Linked DNA regions of Arachis hypogaea: region 1 is linked to region 2. A link is a contact called in public Hi-C data. All regions are on one chromosome and are shown on one strand. Each heading gives the region's core, a stretch centred on a gene start, on an enhancer-like site or on the middle of the called end of the contact. The rest is flanking DNA. Distances are from core to core; before and after follow the strand shown. Region 1 holds the start of LOC112794751. Region 2 overlaps LOC112796516 (histone-lysine N-methyltransferase ATXR7).

What was found. Hi-C and Micro-C count contacts between places; a contact is called where the count stands out from the background.
Region 1: a Hi-C map of leaf shows a contact between it and region 2, with 4 times the contacts expected there. The contact joins the promoter of LOC112794751 here to the enhancer-like site in region 2. A contact is called at or near these places in 6 of 8 Hi-C or Micro-C datasets (leaf and an unstated tissue).

What each region holds. Positions count from the first base shown.
Region 1 is chr4:23,032,527-23,037,156 of arahy.Tifrunner.gnm2.J5K5, reverse strand. LOC112794751 reads right to left here and starts at 2,139. Exons shown (of 5, transcript XM_025836734.1): 1 at 2,113-2,139; 2 at 1,915-2,017; 3 at 1,382-1,449. The coding sequence starts at 2,139.
Region 2 is chr4:22,395,097-22,399,864 of arahy.Tifrunner.gnm2.J5K5, reverse strand. It overlaps LOC112796516 (histone-lysine N-methyltransferase ATXR7), which reads right to left. Exons shown (of 19, transcript XM_025838995.3): 18 at 4,201-4,264; 19 at 3,274-3,568. Among protein-coding and RNA genes, the nearest start is that of LOC112796516, 13 kb to the right of the region's middle. Within about 2 kb of position 2,499, at least 2 of the 3 cell types and tissues checked have open chromatin away from gene starts, as enhancers often do.

The DNA.
Region 1 (4,630 bases), core at 890-3,389, 640 kb before region 2:
GGAGTTACAGGAGTCTAAATGGCGCACTCTCAATTGCGTTGGAAAGTAGACATCCAGGGCTTTCCAGCAATTATAATAGTCCATACTTTGCTCAAGTTTAGACGACGCAAACTGGCATCTAACGCCAGCTTTCTGCCCTATTCTGGTATCAAACGCCAGAAACAAGTTGCAAAGCAGAGTTAAACGCCAGAAACAGGTTACAAACTGGTGTTTAACTCCAAGAATGGCCTATGCACGTGAAAGCTTCAATGCTCAGCCCCAACACACACCAAGTGGGCCCAGAAGTGGATTTCTGCACTATCTATCTTAGTTTACTCATTTTCTGTAAACCTAGGTTACTAGTTGAGTATATAAACTACTTTTAGAGATTTATTTTGTACCTCATGACATTTTACATCTGAAATTGTACCTTTGACGGCATGAGTCTCTAAACCCCATGGTTGGGGGTGAGGAGCTCTGCAGTGTCTCGATGAATTAATGCAAGTATTTCTGTTTTCTATTCAATCTCGCTTGTTTCTATTCTAAGATGTTCATTCACACTTCAACATGATGAATGTGATGATCCGTGACATTCATCACCATTCTCAACCTATGAACGTGTGCCTAACAACCACTTCCATTCTACCTTAGATTGAATGGATGTCTCTTGGGTTCTTGGCTCACGAGTTTGACTGCCTCTCCTGACAACAGAGCATTCAAATTCGTGAGATCAGAGTCTTCGTGGTATAAGCTAGAATCAATTGGCAGCATTCCTGAGATCCGAAAAGTCTAAACTTTGTCTGTGGTATTCCGAGTAGGATCCGGGAAGGGATGACTGTGACGAGTTTCAAACTCATGAATGTTGGGCATGATGACAGACGCAAAAGGATCAATGGATCATATTCCAACATTAGTGAGAACCAACAGATGATTAGCCATGTACATGGACCCTTTTCACTTAGAGGACGGCTGGTAGCCATTGATAATGATGATCCACCAACATACAGCTTGCCATGGAAGGAGACCTGCGTGCGTGAAGAAGAAGACAGTAGGAAAGCAGAAATTCAAAGGACAAAGCATCTCTAAAACTCCAACCCATTCTCCATTACTACGTAACAAATATTCATTTCATGCTCTTTCACTTTTTACAATTAAGACTAAAGAACCATACTGATATTCTGACTAAGAATAATAAGATAACCATAGCTTGATTCAAGCCGGCAATCTCCGTGGGATCGATCCTTACTCACGTAAGGTATTACTTGGACGACCCAGTGCACTTGCTAGTTAGTTGTGCGGAATTACTTAGTGTGAGTGTAAATTTCGTGCACCAATAATAGTTCGCATAAGCTTCATATTTCAAAAAATCTAATCAATCATTCAGATGACAGATTCAAAATACCTTTCCAAGATGAGGTGCCATTCCAAGAGTTGAGAAGCACTTGTCAACTTTAAGTTTATTATTACCACCTGTAGTAATTAATACAAATACAAATTCTATTAGATATGAATAACATAAGCACAAAAAACAAAAAAGCCTAACACATAGCTTAGGGTTTTATATTATTGGTATTAAAACTAAAAATTTATCATTGCTAAAGCATGGAAGATAAGCTTAATATCTCCTCTGCATAACTAATGGCACACAAATGTCTCATAACTAACATAAGCATGTGATTAACAAAACACATTTTCCTACATCAGCACGCTCGAGTTTGACATGTCAAAATGAATATTTGAATCTCAAGGAAAAAAACTATAATGGGAAAAAGCTATAATATCAATTCATATGATGAACATTACACATACACAGAAGGGAGAAAGGGAAAGAGGAAGAAAGAGAAGGAGAGGGACAAAGAGAGGGAATGAGGGAGAAAGATATATATATATATATATATATATATATATATATATATATATAAATCAGTTTATTACTAGCAATATCCTCAATAAGTTCTTTACCACCAATTATATTAGCTCCAGCATTTCTAGCTTCTTTTGCTTCTGCCCCTTCTGCAAAAACAGCCACAGTGACGGCCTAAAAGATGTAAATAATTAAACTACAAAAAGATGTATTGACTACAAAAATAGCATTCCAATCATTCATATTTTTCAATGTATTGACTAATTAACATGGTCATAGAGAACTTGTGCGGGCATGGGTTAATCCCTTTAGCCTTCTGATCCGCAAGGTACTTAAGCCTGTTCTCAAGGTATTACTGCACCCAAAAAGATATGGACTTTTATATTACAGCTCATAACCAACTCAATAAACCCTGATAATCAACTCTAGCTAACTCCTAACCAACTCAACAAACTCTATAATCAACTCTAGCTAACTTGGACCACAATTCTGTTGCCCTGTTGCATAACTACTTTCCTGTTTTTGAACTGGACTTCATAGTCTCTATAGAAAATTGAAACAATAAAACTTACGGGTAGAGGTGTAAGTTACTGAACCGGACCGAAAATTACTGCAGAACCAAATCGAAATTTATAACAACTGATTGAAGAACCAAAAAAATTGGTTTTTTTTGAACTAAACCGAACGGTTCGATTCGGTTTTTGGTTGACTTTGCTAAAATCGAACCGAACCGAACCGAACCGAAGAGTGAGTGTTCAAAGTTGCCCTTTAACCTAGGAATAAAAGAGTTGCCATCAGCCAAATCCCTAACTTTCTTCTTCCCCTTTTACGTGACACACTCACAACTCACTTCCATCTCCTATTCTTCCACCTCTGAGTGTCTGACCTCCATGCCAGAGAGAAGGAGAGCCTGAGGGAGCCAAAGTGACAGAGTGTGTCGTCCATTCATCTCCGTCGTAGGGTAGCCACCACAACAAACCCTAAGCCGAGCAGCACTCCAGTCCAGTCCGTCGCCGAGCAGCAATCCGCGCGGAGCAACACTTTAGTTGCCGAGGAGCACTCCAGTCGCCGAGCAGTCTAATTCGAGCTCTCTCTTACAAGCTGCAAGTCTACAACTTCTTCTTCCGAGGTTAGAATTTGATTTTCAAATTTTTATGGTTGATTATCCTACAGAACTTACTTCCAAAACAATTAAATGAATTAATTACATCCTACATAATTTTTATTGTTGTTGCTTTTACTGTAATGTGTTTTGCTACGAGTGAAATAGAGCCGTTAGAAACTACCAAGCTCCATGTTTTTAACAACCCATTTGGATTCTTAGATCATTAGATGTAGAGAATTAGAAAGTAATGAAAAGCAAAAATTCTATACTCGGTGAGTGATGATGATAACATATGGTGATGTAAAATGATATGAAACCAAATTAGCGTTGCTTGACAACGAGTAATATATTCGGAGAAATCTAAGGCTTCAGATGTGACTTCTTTAAAACTCTCTTCAATTTATACTATTTAACTAGTACCTGCCTTCTTCATTGTTGACGAATAAATGAAAAAAAAAGGTTGGAGAACTATTTTAATTTATAAATTGTAACTATTACTTAAATCATTTTAAGTGTAACGACTAAATTCTTGGATTTTTCTAGGAATGGAAAAATATGTAAACATAATATGTTTTTCTTTGTTTTCACATGGACGTTTGTGATTTTATATGGTTTTTTAAGGCATGACTACTCTTTAGCACTTTCCTGTGTCATGAACTGCTCTTAGCACTGAACCAATTACACCTGGTTTTTGTTGTTGTTCATCATGATCATGGTTTTTAGTTTTGTTAATTTCTTCAAGATCTTTTGCAGTTTGTTCAGCTCTTTCTTCCTTCAATTTCTTGACTCCATGATTGATGATGCTAATAATCACTCAAATGTATTTTGCTAATATATTAATTTGTTATGGATGTGAAAGAATCAAGGTGGTGTTTGATAATATATATGATAAGATTATAAGGATAGTATAGAAGGTTAATTTGTGTAGGTTGGTGTGAGTGGAAACCTGTTAATAGAATAGAAAAGGTTATGACATGTGGCAACCATGTTTGGGAGGTTTGACATGTTGTGTTTGATAAGTAACATGACATATTCTACATTGTTCTCACTTCTAAGAATTCTTAAAGCATTATTATTATTATTATTATTATTATTATTATTATTATTATTATTATTATTATTATTATCTTTAATTTGTTATCTTGTTTCATAATTTGTTATTTTTGTTTTGTTTTGTTTTGTTTTTTTTTTAGAAATTACACTAATCGGAGAAGATAATGATGAGTCTGGTGTGAATTCAGATTTAGCATGGTGGCTGTTTGATTTTTATTTGGTTTAAAGTGGTTGTTTTTGTTTTTAGTATGTTTTAAATTATGTTTGTTTTTGTTGTTTGCTAAACATTTTTAATTGTCTTTGTTTTATGTTTAATTGTTAGAACAAGTTGAATTTGTATTGAATTTGAATGTGCTATACTCTTGTTATTCTAGTTTATTGGCGATTTTAAACTTCATTTTATGGTAATTTAAATTCTGATTATTAGGTTTAAACAAACCGAAAAAATCGACCGAACCAAACCGATGGTTATTCGGTTCAGTTCGGTTCGGTTGTCTAGAAAGCAGCCAACCGAATGGTTGGCATCATTGTAGAACCGAACAGGTCGGTTCAGTTGGTTTTCGGTCCAAAACCGAACCAAACCGAACTGATTACACCCCTACTTACGGGTGTCTTAAAACTTTTAGCAA
Region 2 (4,768 bases), core at 1,250-3,749:
AATTCACGCCTCGGAGTGACATAACATGAGGCACTAGAATTCATAATCCAAGTGGAATCATCACAGACAAGATTCACATAATTTTCATCATATGTGATAAGAACATCTTCATAAACAATAGCAGCAGTTTCTTTATACTATCTTTACCTGTGTTTTCGTTTCTTCCCCTTGATTGTTCTCTTTTCAAGAACCTACAATACCTCTTGATATGCCCAGACTTGCCACAATGGTGACAAATGAACTCCTTTCTTGGCTTGTATTTTTCTCTTGACTTGCTTCGACTCTCTGACTTGTCGGAACTCTTGAGGTTTTCTACTTTGACTTCTCCCCGTGACTCTGAAACAAGTGCTTCTGACTGGAGGAGACATTAGTCAAACCTCGATCTCTTCTTCTGACTTCTTCATTCAACATGCTCTCTTTAACCATTGCTAACGTTAACTTTTCTTTTGGAGTTGAGTTAGTCAGTGTCACAACCAAAACTTCCCAACTATCAGGCAAAGAGCTCAGCAACAACAAATCTTGCAACTCATCATTCAAAGTGATTTCATTATTTGTCAGTTGGTTCACCATCTCCTTAAAAGTGCTCAAGTGCTCCGACATTGATTTACCTTTAATATACTTCATATTAACAAGCTTCCTTATCAAGAATGCTTTGTTTTGCACATTCTTCCTCTCATATAACTCCTTCAATTTCTTCCACATATTCTTGGCATTCGTTTCGATGTCAACATGTGGATACACACCAAGATCAAGCCATTGCCTAATCAAAGGGGCTGCCTTCCGATTCAGCTTCTTCCATTCAGCATCGGATTTAATGCCTTTGGATTTATCCTCCTCCACAAGATTATACAAGTCCTTGCTATACAACATATCTTCCATGAGGGTCTTTCAAATTGAATAATTTTGGGAATTCAATTTAACCATATTCGGTCCATGAATATTTTCCTCCATTTAATCAACACAGAGATAAACAACCAAAGCTCTAGATACCACTTTATTAGAAAAATTCAATAAAGGTTCAAACAAGAACCTGTCTAACAGTGGAAGCACAAAAAAATAATTTTTCCACAACCTGTGCAATTGAATACCAAAGATACTCCAAGCAGCAAATATAATGACAGAAATTAAATAATTAGACACCAGAATTTTAACGTAGGAAAATTTCCAAAAGAGGGACAAAAAATCTACGAGACCTAATCCAGAAAAATCTGCCACTATCAAAATAATGGCTACACAAACAATCTTCTTAATAGCACCAAGACATCTCAACAATCAACAAAATACATCATCAAAACTGATGGAATCAATATAAATCCTCCACAAAGTGGGTATCTCAAATTAGACAAAAGAGAAAGCAATATAACTAATAAGTTATATCCTAATATTCATCTCTACATCAGAAATAACATACTAAAATTTCATAATAAATAAAACACGTTTACCGATTCAATCGGATCAAAAATAACTTACCCTTTTTTCCCAAATTTTCTTCTTCTCCCTCGATGATGAACCCTTAATGTTCCTTTTTTCTTTTTCTTTCAAAATGAGAGAGCCTTGAACTCGTTCTCTCTCCCTTTTTTCTTTTAGCCACTCCTTTTTTATTTTTTTTATTTTTTTTATGTTGTGTAGACCCCACTTGAAATTGGAGATCATAAACGCTTCCAACTAGCCTAAGCGGACTTGAATTTTGTGACGAACTCCCTGAAAAGAAGCTATGCTAAACCGACCATATCCCATATTCATCCCAATATACTTATGAAGATCACAAGTGAACCGAAAATCAGAAATGCTAGAAAAAATCTCCTATGTCCTTCTAGTTATATTCAAAGAATGGACTACTCTAGATTTATCAACATTTATCTTCAAGATTAACTACACAATATAATCACAATTTCAAGATGCTGAGATATATAGATGCAGATATTTTAAAAGGTAAAAACTCAGGTGAAGTCGACTTCACGTGAAGTTGATATCTAAAAACTGTTAGATGAAAATTTAGTTAAATCAGTTAAATTATCTAACAGTTCTCAGGTATCAACTTCATATAAAGTCGAATGCACCTGAATTTTCACCATTTTAAAAACCTAGATCGAGGTCTTTTAAAATTTTGAGTTGATGTTGAACATTTGCCGTAATAAGAAAGTGAAATAAAGTGAAGTAAAGCGAAAAAAACAAACGCGAAAGAATACAAGTTCTATTTCAAACTAAGAAAGTGAAGTAAAAATAAAAATATATTGTCGTATTAGCCATTATTTGATTTTGACTTCAGCAGGTAAGAATCTTTCCATTTCTTTCGAAGCCAAATTGACAACGGATGCTTTCTTTCCTTCGAAACACTGTCGATAGATAATGCATATTCCTTTTAATACGATTTGATCATGCTAAATAAAATCGAATTCGATCTGCCTAATTTATGGATCGATCTAATACCAATCCGAATTTTACAGATCGTATCTGATCATTTCGAAGATAAAGAGGAGCAGATATCAGAAGCATGTAGTATAGCGGATCGGATCATAGAGGCCCAAATATATATATATATATACACACTTCACTAAATCAGAAAAATGTTCTATGAACATAAGAAGTCATTAAATCAGTTCTGATGTATTTATCTATATTTATACATTTGTTTTACACATTTTTTCGAACAAAATAATTAAACGTCTCATAACAAAATCAAATTTGTCATGATAGAATAATCAAATAATTTTATATTAACATAGTTACTTTTTTTACAAGCATCAAATATCTATATTCTTATTTCTTATACGATGGCTGAAATTTTTGTATTATTATAAATCTATTGTTAGAGAGAGTGACAACTCCCCCGTTGGTTTGTAGGACACCTCAATGGGTAGAGGATAACTGATCCAAAGTAAACTTTGTATGAACAAGATAAGTATATCTGGATCCAATTTGAATTAAATTAAAACTAAACTTGATCAACTAAAATTTAAATATTAACTAAATTTATCAATTTCAAATCAATGTAAAATAGAAGTGCATGATATGGTGTTTTTCTTGAAATTTTGTTCTTCATGTAAAATACAAGTTTCAAAATCATTCTTAATACGTTTTTTTTTTTAAATTATCCATAATGTTTCAAATATGCTTTAATTATATTCTTCGAATTTAATGTCACTAGTGGAGATACTAACATACAATCCTATGCCTCAAACATGTTTCAAATTTTAGTGGCTAGTAGAAAGGTTTTTAATAAAAGTGGTTTGAATTAATAAAAATACCACACGAACACACACAACTAAATTATTAACCATCAAGTCAACCAGCATGCATTTATGTAGTGTATATTATTTCACATAATTTTTTTAATAAAATAATAAATTACCGGAATAGTCAAATCTATCATAATAAAATTTGAGTTGTTAAGTTGGGTGGTCAAACCTACCCAATTGTAGAAATAACATTCCTTAGAAGAGAAAAGTGTACATATTTCAACTACATGGGCTGTGAAGTGAAATGGCAGCCAAAATTGGTTGAAAAACTTACATTTTGGAAAGCTTGAAACTTGCAATCCTCCTCCTTTGTCCGGGCTGGGAACCGGCTGTGTAAGGTTAATATAAGAACACAGGCGGAGTTAATTGCTTAAACCACGAGACATCATACACACACAATAGATCTTGCCGGTTGCCACGTTTGAGAACTTAAGAGTAGAAGTTAAAGAACATACCCCATTTTAAAGATAAATTAGCTGTAAATCTGCGCAATGGGTACCCTTTTTTTTATAAAAATTTAATAAATATTTTAAAAATTAATATAAATTTTATTTTGGTTTAGGGTTTATAATGAGAATCAAAGGATGAAAGCTGAAGCGTTGAATCTTACATGAATGGTCAAGAGATTATAAAGTCACATTACTTCTTTGTGCGATCGTGTAACCTTTTAGTTACTTATAATCCTAGCATTCGTTTCTAGTTATACGAACCAAATTTTGTTGGCCTCTCTAATTATAACCATTACTCTCGTATCATATCAATTACAAAGAGCAACTCAAATGGAATTACATTTATGGTTTCAATCTGACGTGTATATAAAGTGGAACCTTTCAAACATTTTACTTTGCATTTTACCTTAGGTTGATGATATTGGTCACCTTATTTCCTGAGGAGCTGTGGGTTGAGGGAATCAATTGATAAACAAAAAATGCATAACAAGGGACGGAAAAGAGAAACGTACCAGTAGGCACAATCCAACTCGGCAAAACTAACACGGTTTTTTCCTACTTGAGCTACTCCTGCAACTGCAACCATAGGAATTGAAAAAAAGGAGGGAAGTATAATAAATATAACAGAAGAGGCTCCAATAACATCAACATATTCTTGTACTTGAAAGGATACATCATCACTTATCAAGCTTCCCACAAGAGGCGTCTTTTCCCACCGCCAATTAACCATTGTACATGGATTGGTACTACTATACACATTTCTTCCTCAAATGATACCCACCTCTTAATTTGAACATGGGAAATAAATGTACCAAAAATAGGGTATAATTAATATTTAAATTTCAAGTAGACACTAGTAATAGTTTCTTATTTGTAGAGTGGATATTACAGTGACATGAAAAACTAATACTACAATTTTTGGCCCAAAACACAATTAGTATATATACCTGAGAATCTCTCGTCAGAAATGGCAGTTTTTCAAATAGAACTAAAGATTCATTTATTTCAATAAAATCTTTCCCATTTGCCTATTTTTAGGACATATTTCAACTCCCCCCTTCTTAAATGGGAGATCCAAAA